Linked DNA regions of Mus musculus: region 1 is linked to region 2. Evidence: chromatin contacts called from public promoter capture Hi-C data. All regions are on one chromosome and are shown on one strand. Each heading gives the region's core, a stretch centred on a gene start, on an enhancer-like site or on the middle of the called end of the contact. The rest is flanking DNA. Distances are from core to core; before and after follow the strand shown. Region 1 overlaps Srsf11 (serine and arginine-rich splicing factor 11). Region 2 holds the start of Cth (cystathionase (cystathionine gamma-lyase)).

Region 1 (5,674 bases), core at 1,053-3,552, 85 kb before region 2:
AGAAGAAGAAAGATAAGGACAAAGAAAGAAGCAGAGATGAAAGGGAACGATCAACAAGTAAAAAGAAGAGGAGCAAAGACAAGGAGAAGGAGCGAGAAAGGAAGTCTGAGAGTGACAAAGACGTCAAAGTAAGTATACAGGCTGGGGTGCTGACACCATGGTGCTGCTGCTGCTGTTTGACTAAGAAGTGTTTTTCCTTTGAAGAAGCTTATTTTCCCATTCTCCTTGTCAAAGCAGGTGACTCGGGATTATGATGAAGAGGAGCAAGGCTATGACAGTGAGAAGGAAAAGAAAGAGGAGAAGAGACCAACAGAAGCAGTGTCCCCTAAAACAAAGGAGTGCTCTGTGGAGAAGGGGGTGGGCGACCTTCGAGAGTCCAAAGTGAACGGGGATGATCACCACGAAGAAGACATGGATATGAGTGACTGAGCCCAAGGCTGGCTGCAGATGGTCCTCAGTGTCATTCCTTGTGATCTCTAATGCTGTGTGTGTTCATCTCACCTAGGTGTATACAGCTGCACATTACCAATGGCTTCAGAACACCTGATTGTGACCTCTAGTGCTTTATAGCAAAAGCTATAAAGTGGTACCCGGGTGACCAGCATTGCCATGGTTACATCCATTTGCGTGATCAAGCAGCTGTGCAACTGCTGCTTTAACACAGATGAACAGCTGCATGCATCTCCAGCAGGCATGGATTGTCTCTGTCTATGATCCTCAGTGCGTTCACTTAGAATATTTCTAGAGTTTGAGTCCTTGCCGTGATAGAGCCATGTAGGGAATGCACTGATTGCATGTTACCCCAAACGTCATGAAACTTTCTGACACGGTGACCTATTTAATGGTCTTGTTTGTTGACATGACAAATTAACATTCTTAGAGTTACATCTGAAAAAAAACATTTGTGATAGATAAGCCTTTTGAGCCTTGTGGCTAAATTTTTGTGGCTTTGTTTAACTTTCAAAGGTTATATATGCACTAACCTTTTTTGATGGCTAAGTAGGCTTTAAATTACAGTAAAAATTTTTCAAAGAAAACTGGCTGTAAAATATGATGTTTTGAATTAGTTGTTCACTTTTTCATAGCTACTTATGTTTTTCCCCCAATAATTTATTTCACATCTCTACCAGTGAACGCAGCCCATCACTAGAAAATGACCTTGTCCTGATTTTCAGTTTTCAACTTTTAGTTTTTAAAGCTCACTGTTGAACAAGAAGTGGTGGTGCATTTTAAATTGACCTTCATGTGCTTTTAAAATACGACAGCTCTCCTTGATAATGTACTTTTATTTGATCTCAAGTTGTATAAAACCAATAAACTTGTGTTACTTTGATTGCAGTAGTATCTTATGCACAGTGATTCCATGTTATATGCAGACTAGGTAGGCAACTGTTTTCTTAGTTACAAGCTTTACTTTTGTGCAGTTAAAACAAAAGTAGGCTACAGTCTGTGCCATGTTGATGTACAGTTTCTGAAATTGTTTTACAAGACTTTGATAATAAAACCCTTAAACTCACAAGTCATGCTTCTGTAGAGCTGGGTTGTGTTTATTCACAGGTTGAACATATGTCAGCTGCATCATTCCCTGTCTACATATTCAAACAATAACTGGAGTCTACCCCCTTGTTGTAGATGCCTGCAGAATCGTCACCAGTACCTTCTGTCTAAATTATGGTTTAACCTGTGTTTTAGTACAGAACTAAGTTCATCCAACAGTGTCTTAGGAATAAATATGATCTCACCTATACCTAGCAAATTTATATTTTCACTGAAATTACAGAAATTTGCCTTTCTAAAATCGCATGTCGTTGGTCACATTTGTACTGTATTACAATATTAAACAGGTAGATGGCTAGTGTTGGGTGGCTTAGAGAAAGGAAGATTGAGACAAGTTTATAGTCTAAAAGGTTTGGATATAAATTATTAAAATTGAATTCTGGTATATAAAAGCATTTTTCAAGTTTGTATTTGAGTAACTTTTTAAAAGATGGTATGATACTTTTATATTTTGGTTTATGACAAATGCATCAAATTCTAGTAATGGTCTGAGTAACCACTACATTTTAAAACAAAGCTGAATGTAGGTGACATTCACTTAAAAACTTAGTAGATCAAAGAACCATGTGGAACATGGCAAATTCTGTGCAAAACAAAATACTGGCAGTTCAAGTCACAAAAAAGCCTCAGGCTGTGCAGTTTGTGAAAGGTGATAACCTGATGGTAAGCCTGAATGACCTGGGAGGGCTGCAAAGATGAGGTATGCCTGCGTGGGGAGCATCAAACTAGTCAGTAACTGGGAGGAATACCAGAGCAATCAGCCTTCTGTTCTCTTGGGTGGTAGCTGTGCCTTGTGGGAAGTGAGTTCTGACTACACCCACCCTGTCTCTATGAGAAGTGACTGGCTGTTTTCAAACACTCAGCTTATTACTATAGTGAGAATTTATTTCTTTAAAAAACCATGTTTTTAATCCAAGGTGTGGGATATGGGGCTACTTGAGATAGTCCACAGCTGCAGAATGATTTGCCTCTAGCAGATTTTGCCACCTGCAGATAGTTCTGTGTGCCAAGTTTGGTATATAAATGCTATAGCCACCATGGTGGAGGTGGGAGCTACTGATGCTGTTGGTTGATAAGTTGTTTTCAGAAGAATTCAAGATAACCTGATGGCAAAGAGCAAGCCCCATGAAACCTGACACCCTTAATGAGCAGGAAGTTGTCTAACCCTCTCCCCACCTTTTTCTTTTTTTAAATCTAATGTTAGGGGGTTATATTGGAGAGGGGTGGAAGAGCTCAGAAAGTAGCCTATATTTTACTATTTGTGTAGAATATGCCACTAATCTGAGAGTGGTGCCTCTTTAAAACTGGTAGAAGTATGCTTTTGGGTTTTTTGCATGAGAAATTGAGGATCACAAGTGGAGTTCTATAAATCTTTAATCAAGATGTTATCCCAAGATGGAGTTTTTACTTTTCCAGTATTTGAGATACAAAATAATGTAGCTTCCTGGCGGTAATTGTATTTTTTTGAGTCTTTTTAAATACTTCGCAAGCACCCAAAATAATGTCTCATTACATAGAGTCAATGTAATAGTAGTTATCAGAAAAGCAGTTTTGGTTTTTAGAAAGCAATTTGATTCTTAATGACTGAGCTTTGTAACTGGTACTGCAGGTATAACCAGTCAGGGGAAGCAGGGAACCTGGCACCTGAAATAGGCTGGATCCCACAGAGCAGACAAGTGGCCCACATCTTGTTGCTTGTGACTTTGGAGGCGTGGGTGTCATGCAGAGGAAGACTGGTGAGCTGAAGACACCTAAGTCAGAAGTAGAGCTGCTGCTCACAAAGGGATGAACAAAATTGACCTTTGAATTGATCCCAAGAATTCCACCATCCAGTCAACGACACCCTTTAGATAAATAAGTGGGACTATACTATTGATATATCAAGCTTTAAAGCCATATTCACTTGAAAAACATTAAAGCCTGAATGACTGGCAAGTAAGAAGCTGACTTGACTATAAATGCATATAGGCTTACAAGTGCAGAGGGTATAGCAAAGAGGTTAGAAGTGCTGATCAGAGCAAGCTGAAAGGAGCATCTTTGTTTTTACCTAAAGCTAGCCCCCTTGGGTGCAGTGAAATCTAGAACTTGCTGGCATACTGGGAAACTTGTGACAGCTAATGCCTGTTTGTGGCATGAAATGTTTATATAAACCTACAGCTTCACAGTATCAAAATAGAGCATTTCTACTGTCCATTTCTCTCTTGGCAAATTTCACTGTTGTCTGCAAAATAGGACCACCTCCCCGCCGCCCCCCCACCACCACTCAAAGATCCAGATCTCTGTCTGCTATAGACTTAGTGGAAAGTGAGGAGCTTGATTATAGCAGCTCATACAAGACAAGCATGCAGCCAAAATGCTCCATCTGTAACCACTATTTACCTAGTTTAACATAGGGTCTCTTTACTCTGTCCTCTTGATCCTGCTGCCTCAGCCTCCAAGAGCTGGCATACAGTGCCACTATGCCTAACTTGAAAGCCCAGTTCCTGTGAAGCTGTAATTTTGTGATGAACTGCTTGCTATTAGCTACTAATATAGCTTTCAAACCATAAACATACTTTAACTCAGCCACGACACCTGCTATACACTCCTTTTATGAACTGCAGCTCCTCTGCCCAAGAATGTCTACTGAGGACAAGTCTCATGTTTTCTTGGAGATGGGAATCCTATCTACATAGGTCACATGAGTGGTGAAGTATTGCACACCTTTCTAAATGGGACCCCTAATACCAGCTTAAAATTTAAGATTTACCATACAGAATCTTACATTATCTACATTTCAAAACAGTGATATGCATGTAAGAGTATACAAAAACACTGATGTTAACAGGATTAATAGGCACATCATGAAAAGTCTAATATTGTGAAAAGTTTATTTGCATTAATTAACTCCTTTTTTTTCCACCATCATAAGAGATACACTTGTTCTTTGTGATCAGAGAAAAAACATTTTGGAATGGACAATCTGATTCTACTACTCATTAAAGGTAAATTGAAGTCTCAAAACAATCCAGTGCAACCATTTTCAGTAGTACAATCCAGTGCAACAATTTTCAGTAGTCCTATCTCCAGTGTTACCCAGCAAAATATTCACATGTTTAAGAAATTCTAAATCCCAAGCTGCAAATTTATCATTTCTTCCTACATGTTCAAGCCAATGAGCCTAAAGCAACAGTGTCACTGCCTTTCAGAACCTTGGAATCATGATTGACAACAGAACTAAATAGCTAAGTCACTGGATCAGCCACTGCCTCCATTTCATCATGCTAGCTTTGGGCTTCTCAGTTCTTAAAACTAAATAGATCACTTACTGGAGTGGTGAGGGCTTTGATTTTTTTAACTCAATTATTTTTCTTAGAAAAAGTAAAATGTCAACATATGCCAGGTGGTATCACTATGTGAGATGCAACTGTAAAGAGATAAATATCGGGGACTGGAGAGATGGCTCAGTGGTTAAGAGCACTACCTGTTCTTCCAGAGGTCCTGAGTTCAATTCCCAGCAACCACATGGTGGCTCACAACCACCTGTAATGGAATCTGATGCCCTATTCTGGTGTGTCTGAAGACAGCTACAGTGTACCCACATTAAATAAATTTAAAAAAAAAAGAGAGAGAGAGAGAGAACTATCTTATGGCTAACACTTTGGATTTTTAAATAAGTCATCTTTCAATAAAAGTCTTGGTCAAAGTTTAAACTACTAGTCACACTGTAACAACCTGACAAATGTATCTTGACACATCTCATCAGGACACAAACATTTAGCTAAGTCTTTAATAAAACATGATACTATTGTGATTTGAACATTATTCTCCCTACTTTTCTTTCTTGGATCTTTAAACTATTTTTTAATAAATATGAAAAAAATTTAGGTGTAAAAGTGAGTAATGCATGATTTTAACACTTTGGAGACAAATCAATAATTATTTTCCTATGACTTAAAAAAAAAGAACTTTCAATCTTGTGTGTTTCTGGACGTTTAGCCTATAACAAATATATTGTTACATATAAAATGTTTTTACCTTATTTTGAAATCATTAATACATAATTGTCCAAAATACATATTTATTTTTTAAAATTGACACCAATGCATCCATATTCCATTAAAAATAATCTGACTTA
Region 2 (5,559 bases), core at 1,619-4,118:
ACTAGAAATTTATCGTGGACATTTTCTATTTCTTCTCTTTTATTCTTTGAGACAGGCTCTGATGTAGCCCAGGCCGGCCTGGAACTAACTCACCATGTAGCTACTTGAGGATGACGAACTCTAGATTCTCCCTGCAGCAGTACTGTGAGTGTTCTGTTACCTTCTCCATAACGAGCAGCAAAGCAAACCCTGCCAGCCAGCCAGCCCAGTGTCTCTCAGTGGTTGACTGTTTTTCAACTTCTTAGTGTCAAACTGTGCTATTTTACATTATTTCCTATTCTGCTTTTTTTTTTTTTTTTAAATTATAGATGGGGCTGGAGGTGGACTCAGATAAAAAAAAAAAAGTGCTTGCCTAACATGCAGGAAGCCATGAACTCTCCTGACCACATAAAACCAAGCATAGCAGCGTACACAGGAGGCAGGAGGGGCAGATATAAGACCATCCGCTGCTAGTTTGAGGCCAGCTTTGAGAAACAGGAGACCTTGTCTCAAAACACAAGACAAGAAGGAAAGAACATATGCCCTTCCTCAAACCCACACCCAAGAGGAATCCATGGGTTAGCAGTGTTATGATAATTTCATGATGGTGTTAACCGGTGCTCTAAAGAAAAAAAAAAATCAGCATTCAGAAGACATTCACTGTATTTAAAGTGGCCATCACTCATTTACTTTAAAAGTTTTTCTAGTTGGGTGCAGTAAAGATTGCCATGAGTTTAAGGTCTGCAAGGGCTACAGTATGAGACCATGTCTCAAAAGAAAAAAACCTTATTTTACTTTATATATATGAAATGTTAAGGAATTTATTTTTTCCTGAAGATCTGTGGTTTCTGCCACCACAGTTGTTTCAGATGTCAGATCAAACATAAAAGGCATGCAGCTCAGCATGTGCTCCTGGATTCACATACTCCTTTGCAGTTCTCTTTGCTGTCTTGGAAACAGGAGACTGTGTCTGTTTTCTTCAGTGCTTCTGCTCATTGGCCACTCTGTGCGTCTGTCATAGATCTAGCTAGTTGGACTCTGAAGGATGGGAAGTTAAGTGCTTTCCGTTATTCTAGCTGAGAGGTATGGAGTCACTCATGCTCAGCTTTGCACACAGGTCAGATGATGTCTGAGAGAGAAATTCCTGGGTGGAAGGGACATTCCTGTGAATAGAGAAATTTAAATCTTGGGCTGCCACCCCACAGCTTCCTCTAACTTTATCAGAAGCCTCTCATTTAGAAAGTCTGTATAAGGGCCACTTTTCAAAGACCTCTTTGTGACAGTTACACTAAATAAAATGTCCAGTGGGAAGATGGCTCAGTGGGTAAATGCTTGCCGCACAGCCTGACACCCTGTGTTCTATCTCCAGCATCTACCTTTGTGCTGCTGTGTATCTGTAATAGCAGCTCTCCTACTGTAGAAGACAGAGAATCCACTGAAGCTCCTGGGTGGTCTAGCCTGGGGTAAGCAGTGCAAAGACCCTGCGTCAACAGGGAGGTGGAAGACTGTCCTCTGACCTCTATGGGTGTGCCACACATTCCTCTGCACTCTCAAATACGATAAACAGACAAGTATACAAACAAATAGAAAACATCCATGTTTGTATAACCCAGGGCTTACCAACTGTACTTAGAACTGGACTCAGAACTGTTTCAGGCCCTTCTACTCCTCGGTGTTTTCTGTGATCTCATCAAAATGTACTTACGTCTTTAGAGATGGCTCAGGGAGCAAGAGCATTGCCCGCAGGAGCATTGGTTCCAGAGCACCAGGGCTTGGCTTTCTCTCCCACACGCAGATCACATCTGTTTCCAAATGCAGTTCCAGGGGAATCCAACAGCCTTTCTGACCTCTGTAGACATCAAGTATGCATGTGGTGCAATACACACACACACACACACACACACACACACACACACACAAACACATCGTTAAAATATACTCAGGCTGAGAACATACTTTAAAAGGAGAAATACTAATCAAGCAAGCATGGTAACCCGTTAGTGTTTCAGAGGCTACCCGCTTCCCCTGTGCCTCTGGCAGTGTACACTTGGTTCTGGAAGGTGATTGTGTCTGGAGCTAATTTGAAAAGCATACTGATTGTGTTTGCTCTTCGTAGCTTTTCCAAACCGTAGCTTTTAAAATCAGTTGTTTATTCCTTAACACCTTCCAAATTCGTTCAACAGTGTTTCAAAGTTTTAGGTTCGGGCTGGTGAGATGGCTCAACAGGTAAGAGCACCCGACTGCTCTTCTGAAGGTCCTGAGTTCAAATCCCGGCAACCACATGGTGGCTCACAACCATCCGTAACGAGATCTGACTCCCTCTTCTGGTGTGTCTGAAGACAGCTACAGTGTACTTACATATAATAATAAGTAAATATAAATAAATCTTAAAAAAAAAAAACAAAAAAAAAAACAAAGTTTTAGGTTCGACTTCCCAGGTACAGAAACTCCTTAAATTCCCCAGTTCTCGGACAAGGTGTAAAATTAGGTCAAAGCTACGTCTTTTTGGGAGCAAAGCTTGGGCCTTAAGGCCTGATCTTGGCCAGAGTAGAGACGCGGGCGCTGGTGGCACAGCTGTGGCGGTCCTCAGATCCGAGGGAAGCACCTGCCTGCGTGACCCTTGCCGGAACTCTGGGGCCACGCGAGGCTGCTGGAGGTTGCGTCCCTATCCTGCAGACAAAGGGGATCTCTGGGCTGAGTGCTGCACCTCAGTGCTGAGGTGTCCCACGTGGGCACTGCTCTGTGCCACTGGGAGGCGGGGCAGGAACGATCGGGGCAACACCTCCACTGCCGACCAATAAGCAGGGCCGCTGCCTAGGGACCAGCGATGATTGGTTGCGTCGGCCCCTCCCCACCCTGGATATAAGCGCCAAAGTCCAGAAGGTTTTAGCCAAAGCAACACCTCGCACTCCTGCCCCAGCATGCAGAAGGACGCCTCTTTGAGCGGCTTCCTGCCTAGTTTCCAGCATTTCGCCACTCAGGCCATCCACGTGGGACAAGAGCCTGAGCAATGGAATTCTCGTGCCGTGGTGCTGCCCATTTCGTTGGCCACCACATTTAAGCAGGACTTCCCGGGCCAGTCCTCGGTAAGCAGCCGGGCAGGGCTGGGCTGACTGTGGGAGCGCTCGGGACATGCGCTCTCTGCGATTTTCAGTTAAAAACCAGAACTGTAAGTTGTTGAATTCTGTAGCATCGAAGCTACCTGCAGCCAGTCCTACTTTGAAAAATGAAGGCTCTTGGGCTGGTGAAATGGCTCAGCAGTCGTGCTGACTAGTTTTATATCAACTTGACTCAAGCGAGAGAGGAGGGGACCTCGATTGAGACAATGCCTCCAGTAGATCAGGCTGCAAGCAGGCATTTTCTTAATTAGAGATTGATGGGGGAGGATAAGTCCATGGTGGGTGCCCCCCCCCCCCAGGCTAGTGGCCCTGCGTTCTATAAGAAGTTGGGTGAACGAGCCAGTAAGAAGCCACCTCTCCGTGGCCTCTGCATTAGTTCTTGCCTCCAGGTTCCTGTCCTAACTGCTTTCCATGGTGAACTGTTAAATGGAAGTAAAATAAAAAACTCTTTCCTCCCCAAGTTGGTTTGGGCATGGTGTTTATTACAGCAGGTATATAAAGGTGCTTGTCACCAGACCTGACTACTATAATTCAATCCCATAATCTATAGGATGGAAGGAGAGAACCAACTCCTGTAGTTGTTTTTTTTTTGTTGTTTGTTTGTTTGTTTTTGAGACAGGGTTTCTCAGTGTAGCCCTGGCTGTCCTGGAACTCACTTTGTAGACCAGGCTGGCCTCGAACTCAGAAATCCGCCTGCCTCTGCCTCCCAAGTGCTGGGATTAAAGGCATGAACCACCACCTTAGTTGTTCTTTGATGCACCCAAAGGCTTGCACTCTCCCTCTCTCTCCTTCTCTCCCCCCTCCCTCTCTTCTCTCTGTCCCCAGTCTCTTTCACCCACTCCGTCCCTCTCTCCCTGTCCTTCTCTTCCTCCCTCCCCCCTCAGTCTCTTTCTCTTTCTCCTCTCTCTCACACACTAAACAATGAAAATCCTAGAATTAAGATTAGTTTCAGTCGGTATGTTCAGTTAATAGCTAATGTGTATTTATGTACCAAGTGCGTACTTAAAATCTATGTGTGTTACATGTAGAGTCTCACTGAAGGTTAACAAGAAGGATCCTAGCCTGAACTAAGGTCTCAAGTGTTCAAACTGAGATAGCTGAGATAATAGGGTTATAAGATTTAATTTATCTTGAACCCCTCCCTTCTGCAACTGACTCCATGGTGCTGCACTGTAACTGAGCTATGTAATAGTTCAAGCCATTTCATCATCTAAGCCAGCAGTTCTCAACCTCTGGGCTGTGACCCCTTTGGGAGTGGAACAACCCTTTTCAGGGGTTACATGTATCAGGTATTTACATCACGATTCCTAATAGTAGCAAAATTACAGTTTCGAAGTAACAACAAAAATAATTAGTTGGGGGTCACTACACCATGAGGAACTGTATTAAAGGGTCACAGCATCAGGAAGATTGGCAACCATTGATCTAAGTAGTGTGGCTTTGTGATTAAGAGCACATGGGTTTTAATTCTTACATCAGCTTCTCTGACTGAGTAACCTGGAGGAAGCTATTTAACCCATCCAAGACTTGAGATGACCTTGTGTAAACTGGGATAATGATAGAACACACTACACAAGCTGTTACTGTTGTAACATTTCTAAATTTTGTAGTACACACTTAGGAGTACTTTGGTGTTTGCAGTCTTCCTGCCTTGTTATTTCCATTTGACCACAGCAGCTAAGTCATAGGGCAGGGGTTAAATCCTTTTATAAAAACGGAAACTGACCCAGACTCAACAAACACAAATGACCAAGTGACTGGTAAAGCCTGTAAGATGCAGCCTTGTGAATCTCATGGCATCTTCCTTTCTGGTGGCTTACTAAATGGGTCTTGGTATATTAAAAATGCCCCAGGTTCAGAGGACAGCTGTTATCAAAGCAGTTGTTGCACATTCCCAGGTCTTGACTGCTCTGAATACTGCCTTTCTGTGTTCTAAGCCAGGTAAAGTTCTTACAAACAACCCTTTTTTGTATGTGAGGTGGAGTCCCAAAAGTGTCTCTATATCAGGCTAGGATACTCCTGATGATGTGCATTCAAAATACGCTCATCACCTCCTCCAAGTGTGCCCCTCCTAGATAGGCTTGCTGCCTGTGTGGAAAAAAGTGTATAGAAATTGAGCAGTCAGGTATGATTTTAATGTTAAAACGGTTCAGAGAGCAAGCAGGAGTGGTTAAATCCAGTATGTGCTCAGAATCTCCAAAAGCTAATAGCACTGCAGCTAAGAGAAGTATCAGAGATCTTTAGTTCCATTTGAAAAGCCATGGAATGCACAAGATAATTTGCCAATGAAAGACGCTCTCCTTCCCTGGAAGTTAAATGTCTGCATGCTTATGAATATTTATGTGAGTCTGTTCTAGAAGCCAAGCTTTTGCAGGAAGGTTTGGTGAGTTTAGCATCTAGGTGATGAGTGCTAGAACCCTGTAAACTGTGTTTATCTAACACAGGGGGAAACTCTTAAAAT

The links. Promoter capture Hi-C pulls out the DNA fragments that hold promoters and counts their contacts.
Region 1: a contact with region 2 is called in a promoter capture Hi-C map of epiblast stem cells, with 3 times the contacts expected there. The contact joins the enhancer-like site here to the promoter of Cth in region 2. A contact is called at or near these places in 8 of 39 promoter capture datasets (the 3T3-L1 cell line, 3T3-L1-derived adipocytes, the C10 cell line and 4 more), 12 of 484 Hi-C or Micro-C datasets (embryonic stem cells, liver, stem cell-derived epiblast-like cells and 2 more), 14 of 115 datasets of contacts at active chromatin or transcription factors (the 230-238 cell line, CD8 T cells, the SCID.adh cell line and 4 more) and 4 of 9 other capture datasets (adipose tissue, embryonic stem cells, liver and 1 more).

What each region holds. Positions count from the first base shown.
Region 1 is chr3:158,006,764-158,012,437 of GRCm38.p6, reverse strand. Srsf11 (serine and arginine-rich splicing factor 11) reads left to right here. Exons shown (of 13, transcript NM_001379531.1): 12 at 1-128; 13 at 235-1,519. The coding sequence ends at 429. It overlaps Ankrd13c (ankyrin repeat domain 13c), which reads right to left. Exons shown (of 13, transcript NM_001013806.2): 13 at 4,404-5,674. Among named protein-coding and RNA genes, the nearest start is that of Srsf11, 27 kb to the left of the region's middle. Within about 2 kb of position 2,302, at least 14 of the 459 cell types and tissues checked have an H3K27ac peak or open chromatin away from gene starts, as enhancers often do. A contact at or near this core is called in epiblast stem cells, where this site is marked.
Region 2 is chr3:157,922,372-157,927,930 of GRCm38.p6, reverse strand. Cth (cystathionase (cystathionine gamma-lyase)) reads left to right here and starts at 2,868. Exons shown (of 12, transcript NM_145953.2): 1 at 2,868-3,065. The coding sequence starts at 2,901. It overlaps 1810013D15Rik (a long non-coding RNA gene), which reads right to left and starts at 2,723. Exons shown (of 6, transcript XR_867796.2): 1 at 2,585-2,723; 2 at 1,685-1,828; 3 at 906-1,142.